Regions from separate parts of the Rattus norvegicus genome. Here region 1 is linked to region 2. A link is a contact called in public Hi-C data. All regions are on one chromosome and are shown on one strand. The core of a region is the stretch at or near the end of the contact, and the rest is flanking DNA. Distances in the headings are between cores, read along the strand shown.

Region 1 (5,727 bases), core at 316-2,815, 140 kb after region 2:
GGCGCTTGAATACCTCACAAAACTAGTAAAAATTTAGAGGGATTGTTATATTGTTGTATGTACACAGGTGAAAGGACTCAAAATTATTTTCTTTGTATATGTCTAATTTTTTCTTTCCTGTGTTTCTAAGCATGTGAGTTTTCTTTTTTCTTAGCATCTATCTATGTAGCCCAGGCTGGCCTGAAACTCAAGATCCCCCTGCCTCCATTTTCTGTGTTCAGAGATAGCACACACATGTATCAGCATGCCTAAGTTTTTTTTTGTGTGTGTTTGTGTGTGTGTGTGTGTGTGTGTGTGTGAGAGAGAGAGAGAGAGAGAGAGAGAGAGAGAGAGAGAGAGAGAGAGAGAGAGAGAGAAAGTTTAAGAGGAGAAACAGGAACAGGAAGTATTTTACAAAGGTAACTTTGATAAGAGTCTGACTAAGCAAAGAAATTTGGACTTAACAAAACACAAAACATTAAAAATGTGCTTATGTTGCAGCTTGGACTTCCTGCAGGTCTCCCAACTACTGAAATAAGGGCTGTCCCTAAATTTGTTGCTTCCTGTGAATCCTGTTCCCCTAATTGTTCTACCTTGTCTAGCCTCAATGGAGAGGTTGTGCCCTGTCCTTCAGTGACTAGATGTGCCAGGGTGGGTTGGTTCCCAGGAGGATCCTCCCCTTCTCAGAGGAGAAGGGAAGGACAGGACTGGAGCTGTGAAAAGGGGGGTCTGGGAGGAGAGGGGCTGCTGCGATCAGGATGTAAAGTGAATACATACATACATACATATACATACATAGATACATACACACATACATACATACACACATACATACACACACATACACATACATACACACATACATACATGCATATACACATGCATACACACACACATACATACATGGGCAAAAATATGTGCATATGTACTGCGATAGTAGTAAAGCGTATTTCTTTCCCGGATACCGTCTTGTGCCGAAATGAATGACTTTCTGATCTACTAGTTTAAGATCATGCTCTCTGCCTTCATGATCACCTCCTTTCTTGCAGTCCTTCAACCATTAAAGAAGGGAGAAAATAACCTGGTGCTTTGTTTTGTTTTGGAGACAGGGTCTCATTCATTATGAAGACCTTGCTAATCCTCAACGTTTTGGGCCATCTTCCTGTGTATCCAGCCTCCCTAGTGCTGGGTGATTACTAGCATGGACAAAATAACTGTTAATTGCTTCCCTTGGGAAGGAATTTAACGGTTTCCAGAACAAGGTCTTCAGAAGTCAGGCCTTGGAGACCCTACTTGCTCTAAGCCAGGCTCAGGGAGACAGATATCTGTCAGGGTCTGGTCCAGCCAGCCATGGCCTCTGTTAAAGTCCAGGCCTCATGTCTGGCTGACCGTTGCACCCTTGTCCACCGCTCACTGGCCAGGGAGGGCTCCACAGCTTCCCAGGCACGTGAAGAAGGCAGGCCTGCAGACTCGGGGCTCAGGGCTGTTCCTGAGGCGTCTGGAGGCCCGCCCTGTGGATCCAGCACTTCAGAGCGACCTCCCGGTCCCGCCTCCCGGATGTACCCGTAGTCCGCAGTCCTCACCCGGAGTTGCGGTTGCTGCTCTGCAGAACCTCGTGACCAGGTGCGTGCCCCGAGCCGTGGGTGACCCGCTGCTCCCCGGAGGCTGGAGGGTGGGCTGAGGGCAGCAGGCTTAGCTGCCAGAGCGCTTCCTGACAGGAGGAAGCGCTCTGGCATAGGCCGGGACTGCCTGAGGCCACAGTGGAACCCAGAGGCAGAGCCCAAAACTGCTGGTGTCTTCCTCAAGGTTCCCTGCCCCGCCCTTCAGCTGCCTTTCTTCAGTCCCTATCTGCAATTTTCCCTAGTCCCCTGACCTGCAAGAGGCTTTACCAGGGTAGGGTGGGAGCACTTTGGGGGTTTCTTTCACTTTCTACGTTGTTCTGTTATTTCAATTCTGGTTTGAAAGGTCCGTTTTCGAGTTGTCAGCATCTGACGTAGTAGTACTCAATAACCAATAATTGACTATGAAGTAGAACTGAATGAATGAAGTGGACGAATGCATAGGAAATGGAGCAGAGTGAGCGAAATATGACTGGCTCAGTGGATATGAAGTGGAGACATCGGACACTGGCTTTCGACTGTTTTCTCAGAGTTAAGTGTTTCGCAATCTCTGTGGTAAAATGAGAGGAATTGGTTCAATGTAGTTGTTAGTCACTGGACATCTGCACCTTATCTGCATTAATTGGATTTGATATGTTTTGCTTAAAACAAAATATACCTGAGCTTTTGCTTGCTGGTGTTTTATTCTCCCCCACTTTTCGTTCTGAGGCATCGTTGTCACCACAATATTTAATGTATTTACAAAGTACAAAGGTACATCTCAAAGAAGAACCATGTCGCTGACTTGTATGTAAATCCAGATATTTCTCTTGAATCTAAGACTATGAACAATGTGTATTTTCCCTAGACAAGGCTGGTTGAGTGGCAGGTGAATGAAGAAAGCTAAATATGGCACAGTGAGGAAAGTAATTTAATTGGCCACTGCTGCAGTTCTGTTTCCTGGATTCCAAGTTCCACAAAAAAACAAAACAAAACAAAAAAACCAAAAAAGACAAAACAAACCAAAAAAACCCACCAACCCCCCCCAAAAAGCCCCAAAAACAAATTCAAAAAACAAAAACAAAAGCAGGGACTTTGAATTGTTGCTTGATCTCTTTAGATTTTTAACTTCATTAACTTCATTAACTTTTTATGAGAGAGAGAGAGAGAGAATGGACCTTTGCTTAACACAGGTATTTTCTTTAAAGGTTTTATTTTTTGAATTTTGTAGACAGCACATCTCAGTGGACCTTCAGTCAGTGAGTCAGCTAGATCAGCTGGACAGTGAGCTCCAGAATCCACTTGTCTCCACGAGGCTAGGGCTGGGGTCAAACAAAGCCATGCATCTGGCTTTGACTTGCATATTTTTACCTACTTATTTCAAGTCTGTCTGGTAGAGTAAATGTTTTGATTAGTGAAAAAGACTGACTTTCTCAGGTTCTTTTTCCAAATAGCCAATTGTGGGTTCATGTCTCATTCAGCTATGAAGTGTACAGGCTGATATTTATGATTTTCTGACCACACACTTACTGTCCATTTAAACTTCTTACTTAATTAATCCTCACCATAAACCTAAGGGCAAGGTCCTTGTGATCTAACTAGCAGAAATAGTACTGGCAAAAGAGGAAGCCGGGACTGAGAACACAAGCAGGTGGGATCAGACAGTGTGTGCTGTGAAAGCCTGTGTGGTGTGGAAGATTGGTTTCCATGTGTTTTGGAACGTGTACAAAATCTGGATATTGTTTCCATATCCAGTGAACTGAGAATGGGAACTGAGGAATAGAATTACTGAGGTGGATTTAGTTATTTTATTATTTTAAAAATTATCAACCAGGGTCACCAAAATGGCTAGTTTACGGTAAAGGCTCATGATGTCAACCCAAGTGAAGCACGTTTAATCCCAGGACCAGACACGGTGTGGAAAGAAAGAACTGATTCTGCAAGCTATCCTCTGATTTCCACATAGTTACTTCCCTCAACACACACACACACACACACACACACACACACACACACACACACACACACACACACTCTAATAAAAATTGTTGGCCAGGTATGGTCACTCACAGTTGTAATTGTGATGAGAATTGTTATGAGTTCAAGGACAGTCTGAGCAACCAAGTGGGACAGTCTCAACCCCACCCCCCAAAAAACAAAAAAGAAAAAGATTAATTAGAATGTTTAATTCTACTATGATTTGACACTTTCAACCTAAATGCTCACGGATCCTAATACTTTCACTTATTTAGGGAACTTAAAGTTGGTGACATTGACGGCTCAGTGACCAGCATTTTAAGGGCACTGTACCATGAGATTTAAGCAGTGGTGTGTGTGTGTGTGTGTGTGTGTGTGTGTGTGTGTGTGTGTGTGTGTGTGCGCGCGCGCGCGCGCACGTGTGCGTGTTAGCGTTGTGTCTTTGATAAGGGGCTGCTTGCCATCCTAATAAGGAACACTGGGAATGTTAAAATGGACTTCCAGAACCCTTATAATTAATTGATGTGAGCAAAAGTAGTAGCCTATAAGGTAAGTGGATATTATTTTGTTTCCTTTTGTCTGCCAGGTTTAGCCTCATGGAAGGCAGAGACCAATGGTCGGTGCCTGGAAATCTGAGAGCCCTTGACAATTTGATTTAGCTCAGGAGGCTGGAGCTTTCTGCCCTGAGGCTGATCTGATGGAATAGACTTTCCTATTGCTCACAATATTATGAAAAAAATTTAAAGCAGAAACTTTTATTACTTGCCCTGGAGCTGGAGCTTTAAAATGTAGTCTCTGCCCCTACTCCTACTTTCTCCGAACCACTTAGCTTTTAAAAGCCAACAATTCATTCATGTGCTTTCCGCTGTGGATTATTATTCTTTTCTTTATTTCTTGGCATGTTCTTCCTTCATTTCATCTTTTCCTCCTCCCCCTTTCCATCTCTGTTCCTTCTTTCCTTCATCCTTTTATCTCTCCTCACCCTTTCTGTTGTTTTAAAACGTTTCTTTTACTCTGTAATTCAGTTGCTCAGGAACTCACCACGTAGCCGAGGCTGCCTTCAAACTTGATACAGCCAACCCTCGCACCTCAGTCTCCCAAGAGCTAGGACCATAGGTGTCGGCCACCCCACTGAGGTCTGGCCTCTTTTCTATAATGTCACAAAGTAGCAGGACCAATTGGTATGCTTCTTCTTAGTTATTATTTTATTCAGCACATATCAATATCCCAGTTTACTGAGTATGTGCTATATGCCCGATAAGGAATGGAATACTGAATTCGAGACGAGAATGAACTACCAAATACTTAACTAGACCCAAGTGTGATGCAGGGTGGGTGAGGTGGTGTGCCTGTAATTCCAGGATCTGGAAGGCAGCGATAGAGGCTCTCTGCAGCACGCTGCGTAGCTTCTGGGTTTTACATATCTGCCATTGCTGGAAAGCTTAGCTGAAGGTACCTCTTCAATGAATAAGGGAGATAGATGGAGGAAGATTCTGGATCTCAACTTGGGGCCTCTATAGGCATGAACACCTGCACACATACACATGCCAACAAAACACCCACCACACATACACATGAAAAAATTATTTTATTTCATTTTAATATTGATACTGAGAAATACTGAATTTCTCGCTTCCCTGCATCTGCTCACTATATGGATGAATTTACATGTATGGTTGTCTCCTATGGGTCCTTATAGTTAGCCTGAGGGCAGTGTCAGGCCTAGACCTGTCTCTATTTCCCAGCTGAGTTTTACATCATTCAATGCCTAACTTCTACATGCTTGGTAAACGGTAAAGGTAGGTAGAAGTATTGGTCATGAGAATTATGTTCCATATGTTTTAAAAAGGTATTTAATGATTCAGGGATTCAGTCCCAGATTATCGCTTTAATTCTTGATACTCAAGTCTTCATATATTACACATATGATACACAATATGACAGGTGTTTCTTACCTTAAGCAAATTATGTACTGGTAAGGGTGACTTTTTAACTTTATCTACCACTGAATGATTGTTCACTTTATAAAAGGGTTATAGATATCATAAAGAGGGTCATCTTCCTTGCTGAAGATGAAGTCATACGAGTGTTTTATACTGGATACTGCCCATTGCCCTGAAAGCATCATTTGTCATTCATAGTCTCTTAATAGCACCCTTCATGAGCTTCTTTA
Region 2 (5,473 bases), core at 2,277-4,776:
GTTCTCTTTAAATTTTTTGGATCTTCAGCTAGTCTCTACATTGTATTTGTTTTATATGCTTTCGAATTCTCAATTTTAAGCACATTTGTTTACACATGCATGCGTGATGCTGTGACATACATGTAGTAGTCAGAAAACAACCTTTGGGAGCTGACTTTCTTTTTTCCATCATGTGGGGATCGGGGATAGAATTTAGGTGGTCAGGATTGATAACAGCTGCCTAAACCTGATGAATCATATCATTGGCTCTCATATATTTTCTTCTAAAATGACACCATTAAAGCTTCTTAGAAGTCATCAGGTAAGAATATTTTCTTGATATACCCCTCAAAATTCAGCTTGTCAGCTGGAGGACCTCAGAACACATGGAGAATGATTGCTGGTTTACCTTTTCTGTATCAGATATACTTTACAAAATTCAATTGAATTTTAGTCTTCACCAGCTTTTTATTAAAAATTCATTTAGTAGATGCCTTCATAATTCCCAGATTTAGAGACCTTCCTGTTGACCATTAGTGGCAATTAGTTGCACCCTTCCCTGTCCTCCCTTGGCATAGATGCTGTTGATATCCAATTCATGTGGAACCAGTTCTTACTCTCTCAGATTATCCCTCCCATCTTACTCATTGATGCCTTTGAACACAAGATCATGAATAACTATTTATTTTCATGCACTTTATGGTGACTCTTGAAATGGTACCAATTTCTTTATGAGATAAAGCCTCAATCTTGTGTTGTTTCTTCAAAGTATAAATCACTGAGAGGTCAATAAATGCCAAGCGGTTTGGAGTTTGTCTTTTAGGGGAGCTGGCAAATACATCCCTTCCTTGATATATCTGCTGACTAATTTTATCACTTCTTGTCCAAGCTGAAGCAGAGCTTCTTGTTAGGTAGATGCTTGACAGACAACAATAAACTGTAAAAATGAATAAACAAATGCCCAGTCCCGTTTTCCTTAGCGTTGAAATTTCTTTTATAGTTGTTTTCTTCAAACATCTCTATGTCTGTTATTATTCAGGAACTTCATTCAGTTTCTAATTAAATCGTAGTCTATTGTAGCTTCCAAATGTTAATTGTAGTAGGAAATGGAGGTGTGGATACATGACCTAGTCTCAAACATGAAAAGAAGAGTGAATCCTTTGTGGAACGAGGTGATTACTTACAACTTAAAAAGACTCCTTTTATTTTTCTGTGTCTGGGGCTGTTGTCTGTGCATGTGAGGTACCTGTGGTGGCCAGAGGCTTCAGATCCCCCTGGAGTTCTGAGTCACCCAACGTCAGTGCTGGGAACCACACCTCTGCAAAAGTGATAGCTATATGCTCCTAATTTCTGAGATGTGACAAAAAAACTTTTCCAGGGGAGACATAGTACACAGATCTACTTACTCCACATAGGGAACCCATGACAGAACAAATTACAAATACCATTAAAGTCCAATTTGCAGAACCAATGAGTTTTACTGCGGATACTTACAGGAATAAGGGTTACTTAGAGGAGCAGAAATCACCCAAAGACAGATGCATCACCAGAGCCCATCACAGTATGGGTCCTCACAAAGGCAGGAACCTAAAACACACTGCATCCCTGCATGCAGCGCAACAGGTTTGAAGTGTTCTTTCCAGGTTCTTTAGTTGATCTAAACCCTATCCAGGAAGCTCGGTTGGTTTCTCCTTCTCTCAGGCAGCTGGTCTGGACTCAGAGTCTTCTTTGCAACTCAGCTCTCTCTCACCTGGTGGACATTTTCACTGTTTTCTCTAAGACGGAGAGAGCTAGTCAATCTGATCAGTTTCAGGGACTTCCTGAGACTACTTTTTTGAGTAGTCTACCTTCCTGCTTAAGAGGCTTACAGCAGAATGGAATGTTTCAGTCTTGGAGTAAGCTTTTACACAAGTATATCTTCCAGCTCCTTGACTTATAGCTTTTTGAATGCAGTGCTAATTTTCTTGTAAAACATCAGAATCTTCCACTTACCATGATATTCTTCAACCACCACGTTATGGCCTTACAAATATGTCCATAGTTGAATCTTTCAGAAGCTAAGCTCACTCTTTTATTTTCCCAAGTCTCCTTTTTTGGCTGCCAGTGCCTTAGGCTGCTCATAAGAACCAGAAAGTTGGAAGTTATATCTGAACCAGAGTTGATGTTTTAACTTAAAGTTATGATTCTCCTGCTAATTTTTTTTGAGACTTGTAACAGTGATTTATCATTAAAACATTGTAATAGTCACTTAGGATGTGACTACAGTTTATGACTATGGCCTCATGTCTGTCTGTCTTGTCTCTCTCTCTCTCTCTCTCTCTCTGTGTGTGTGTGTGTGTGTGTGTGTGTGTGTGTGTGTGTGTGTTAAAGGTACAGAGCTTTTATATGGTATGGCTTGAGATTTGGAGTAGCATTTGCCTACAACATAGTTATGTATTTTTTAACACATCCCACATGATAATAAAATAGTGACTAATACTGAAAAGTCCCCGTCCTTTATAAATGGGCATTACAGAAGAAAATGGATCCACAATTCATTCAGTTCCTAAACCCAACAGGAAAACAGCGGCGGGCATTAGAAGGGTATGCGCCTGCCTGGTTCTGTAGCACCACACAGCACTGACCTTTATGCAAGAGATACACAGTCATTGTTTTCTTAAAGCCAGAAACGACTTTCCCCTTCTCTGAACTTTTATTTCATTTGCTATTATCTACAATCTCTAATTTTTCATCCCTATTTGTTGTTTCCAAATGTAAACAGTTTTACATTTTCCAAATGTAAAAATGTGGAAATTGACCTTAGATAATGCCTGAGGCAGGGTGTGTGTGTGTGTGTGTGTGTGTGTGTGTGTGTGTGTGTGTGTGTATGCGGGAAGGGTCTGAGGAGAATCTTAACAGAAACTTGCTACAGTCAGCTTCAGTCTTTTCTGAATTGCAATCTTTTGACCTGGTGACCTATGGGCACTGTAAGCGCTTGAAGGGGATCTATAAACTTTCTCATTTTTCTCGTGACCCAATCCTCACAAGTCAGTAAGTCCGTCAAACCTTCGCCGATTTTTCTTTAGAAAATTAAAACGAAGAAAGGGAGAAGGAAAGGGAAAGGGAGAGAGAAAAGTGGTGGGAAGAGGAGAGGGCATTGAGAAGGGGAAAGAGAGACAGACGATGAAAGAGCACTAAGGTTTGCAGAGGCACGTTCCCGGGGCAGCCACAGTGCGGAGCTGCGGGCGCCCACTGGCTCTGGGAATTGCCAATCACAGAGTAATCCCGGCAGAATTTCTCCCGGGTTTATCATGGAGTCCTGGCAACCTCCTTTCCCCCAGTCGCCCGGAGGAACCCTGAGCTGCTTGCTAGGAAAGGAAGAAAGGTGGGGGCGGTAGAGGCGGAGGCGGAGCAGGACCAGGGAGAGGACGCGGAGGGGGGTGGTGTGGGATCGAGGGGAGGACCTGGGAGGCGGCGGCGGCGCGCAGAAGGAGGGGCGCTGCAGCCAAGCCACCAGCCCAGCGGCTGTACTCCAGATACTCCTGGAGCTCGGGCCCCGCGGATCGCGCGTCCCCTCCGTTCTGCATCCCCAAACTTCAGCCGCAGCTCTGTTTCAACCCATCGGCTGCTTGCTTCAAATCAGACAGCACCGCGACCCAGACACCCGAGTCCGCGGAGTGAAAGCACAACGCCGAGTAGGACCAGACCAGGAAAATAGACTCGTGAAGCAGCAACTCTGGATTGGGAGGGCAGAAGCCAACAAGTGAGAAGGCGCGGCGTTTCCGGGGCGCTGTGCGAAAGCTAGAGCAGGCGCCAGAGAAGACAGCTCGAGCTCAGAACCCGAGACCAAGCCTCTCTCCCGGAGGCAGCTCAGCTCCTATCTTCTCTAGGCCCGCTGCAGCGTGCGCTGGGCTTCGTTTTATGCGGGTACGAGCCACGTCCCCGGGGAATATGCAGCGTGCGTGGATCCTGCTCACCTTGGGCTTGATGGCCTGTGTGTCGGCAGAGACGGTGAGTGGGCCCAGCCTGGGACGTGCGCTGTTATGGGTGTCCAGGCAACTAGAGGAGCCAGTGGGTAATTGGGGAGCGCCACCTGGGGGATCCGCCACCCCTGAACGTGGGGCTACTTAGATGTACTGAGACAAATGAGCTTGTTTTTCCACCACTTGCCCCTGGTCCCTTCTTTTCTCAGCACAGTTGAACTGCTACAGGGGGTTACCTACCCTATGTCTTCGGGGATGGGGGCACAAGACTTGGAGTTTGCTGACCCCAAAGGCCCCTAAAGTCACTCCCAACTTTCTGCCTTTGGGGGATTTCGTGGTGTGGTCCAGGAAGGACAGAGGGCTAAGAGCTGGTTACTAGAGCACCACTAAGGGTTAGAAAAGGAGCCGGTAAGCTCTGCGCGCTGGACAAGCCCCAGGGATGAGTTGGAACTTTGGGGAGGATCTGTTCCTCTAGACACCATCCTCCCTACTTCAGGCTTTCAGCTTGTCTGAAGGCAAGTTTAGGGAGATAGGACTCATATTAAAGAAACCGAGAGTATCTGGAGAGGAAGTTTCTAAAAGTTTATTTGTTTAATGCTCCATGTTGCTGTGGCAAGGCACCCACACTATGTGGAGAAGCAGTCGGTGGTCTATACGGAGGCTGCTGGCCGCGTGGAGCTTTTTGGAATAGGCCTGGGCTCTCTGGCCTCTGCGATCTTCCACTAACCCTCCTCGTGGAGTGAAGCCGGGGGCTGTAGTAGAGAGAGGAAATCTTAATCCGGGTGGCTTTGGAATGTCGCAAGATGGAAAGATGAGGGTGCTTGTGACTTACTTGGCTTTGGTCTCTGACTGCTGGGGGATGAATACCTCTTTCCTGCCACCCTCATGATTCCTGTGAGACTATCTTCTTCCACTACCAGCTTCTTTCCTTCTCGGTGGCGGTGGGAACTTGATTTCTGATCCGGATTGTGTTTCTGGGGTTGGAGTTGATTTCTCTGCGTTGCCCAATGAAAGCACTCCTGGGCTCTCAGCTAGTGTGGCAGCCCCTACCTGGGCCACTACAGCTCTGTTTTGGCAAGTGGGAGTCCAAGCGCCTTCTATTGACATGCAGTCCCAGGGCTGCCAGCTCAATTAGGGAATGATCCTTTCTTTCACTCTTGTTCCCTATGCTCGTCCTTTGGCATTTAGTGAGTTGCCCAATACGAATTAATGGAAAAGCCCCTTTGAAGACACCGTAGATCTTTAGCTGGAATGGATACTCTCCCCACTTTTGACCCTTGGACGATTGGGAAACATTTTTGGCATTTAGCAGAAGATGGACATTTGTAATCAGGGGTAGGGTGGGGGCACTGCTGTGTGGGCCAGCAGATCACTGTACAGTGTTCGAGGCTGGGGGACTTAGAGTTGGAAACTCCATAGGATAAGCAAATATTTGAGTGATTGGGATGTGAAAACACACTCTGAAACTTACTTGGATTTCCCACTGGCAAAAGATGTTTAATCCACTGACATTAGTAATCTCTCTCAGCTAG

The links. A called contact is a pair of places that touch in the nucleus more often than the background predicts.
Region 1: a Hi-C map of kidney shows a contact between it and region 2, with 7 times the contacts expected there. The contact joins the promoter of Cpq here to the promoter of Sdc2 in region 2. A contact is called at or near these places in 7 of 12 Hi-C or Micro-C datasets (the A7r5 cell line, the Rat2 cell line, Schwann cells and 4 more) and 1 of 1 datasets of contacts at active chromatin or transcription factors (oligodendrocytes).

The regions. Positions count from the first base shown.
Region 1 is chr7:66,147,833-66,153,559 of GRCr8, forward strand. It overlaps Cpq (carboxypeptidase Q), which reads left to right and starts at 1,566. Exons shown (of 9, transcript NM_031640.1): 1 at 1,566-1,602.
Region 2 is chr7:66,008,879-66,014,351 of GRCr8, forward strand. Sdc2 (syndecan 2) reads left to right here and starts at 3,527. Exons shown (of 5, transcript NM_013082.4): 1 at 3,527-3,969. The coding sequence starts at 3,880.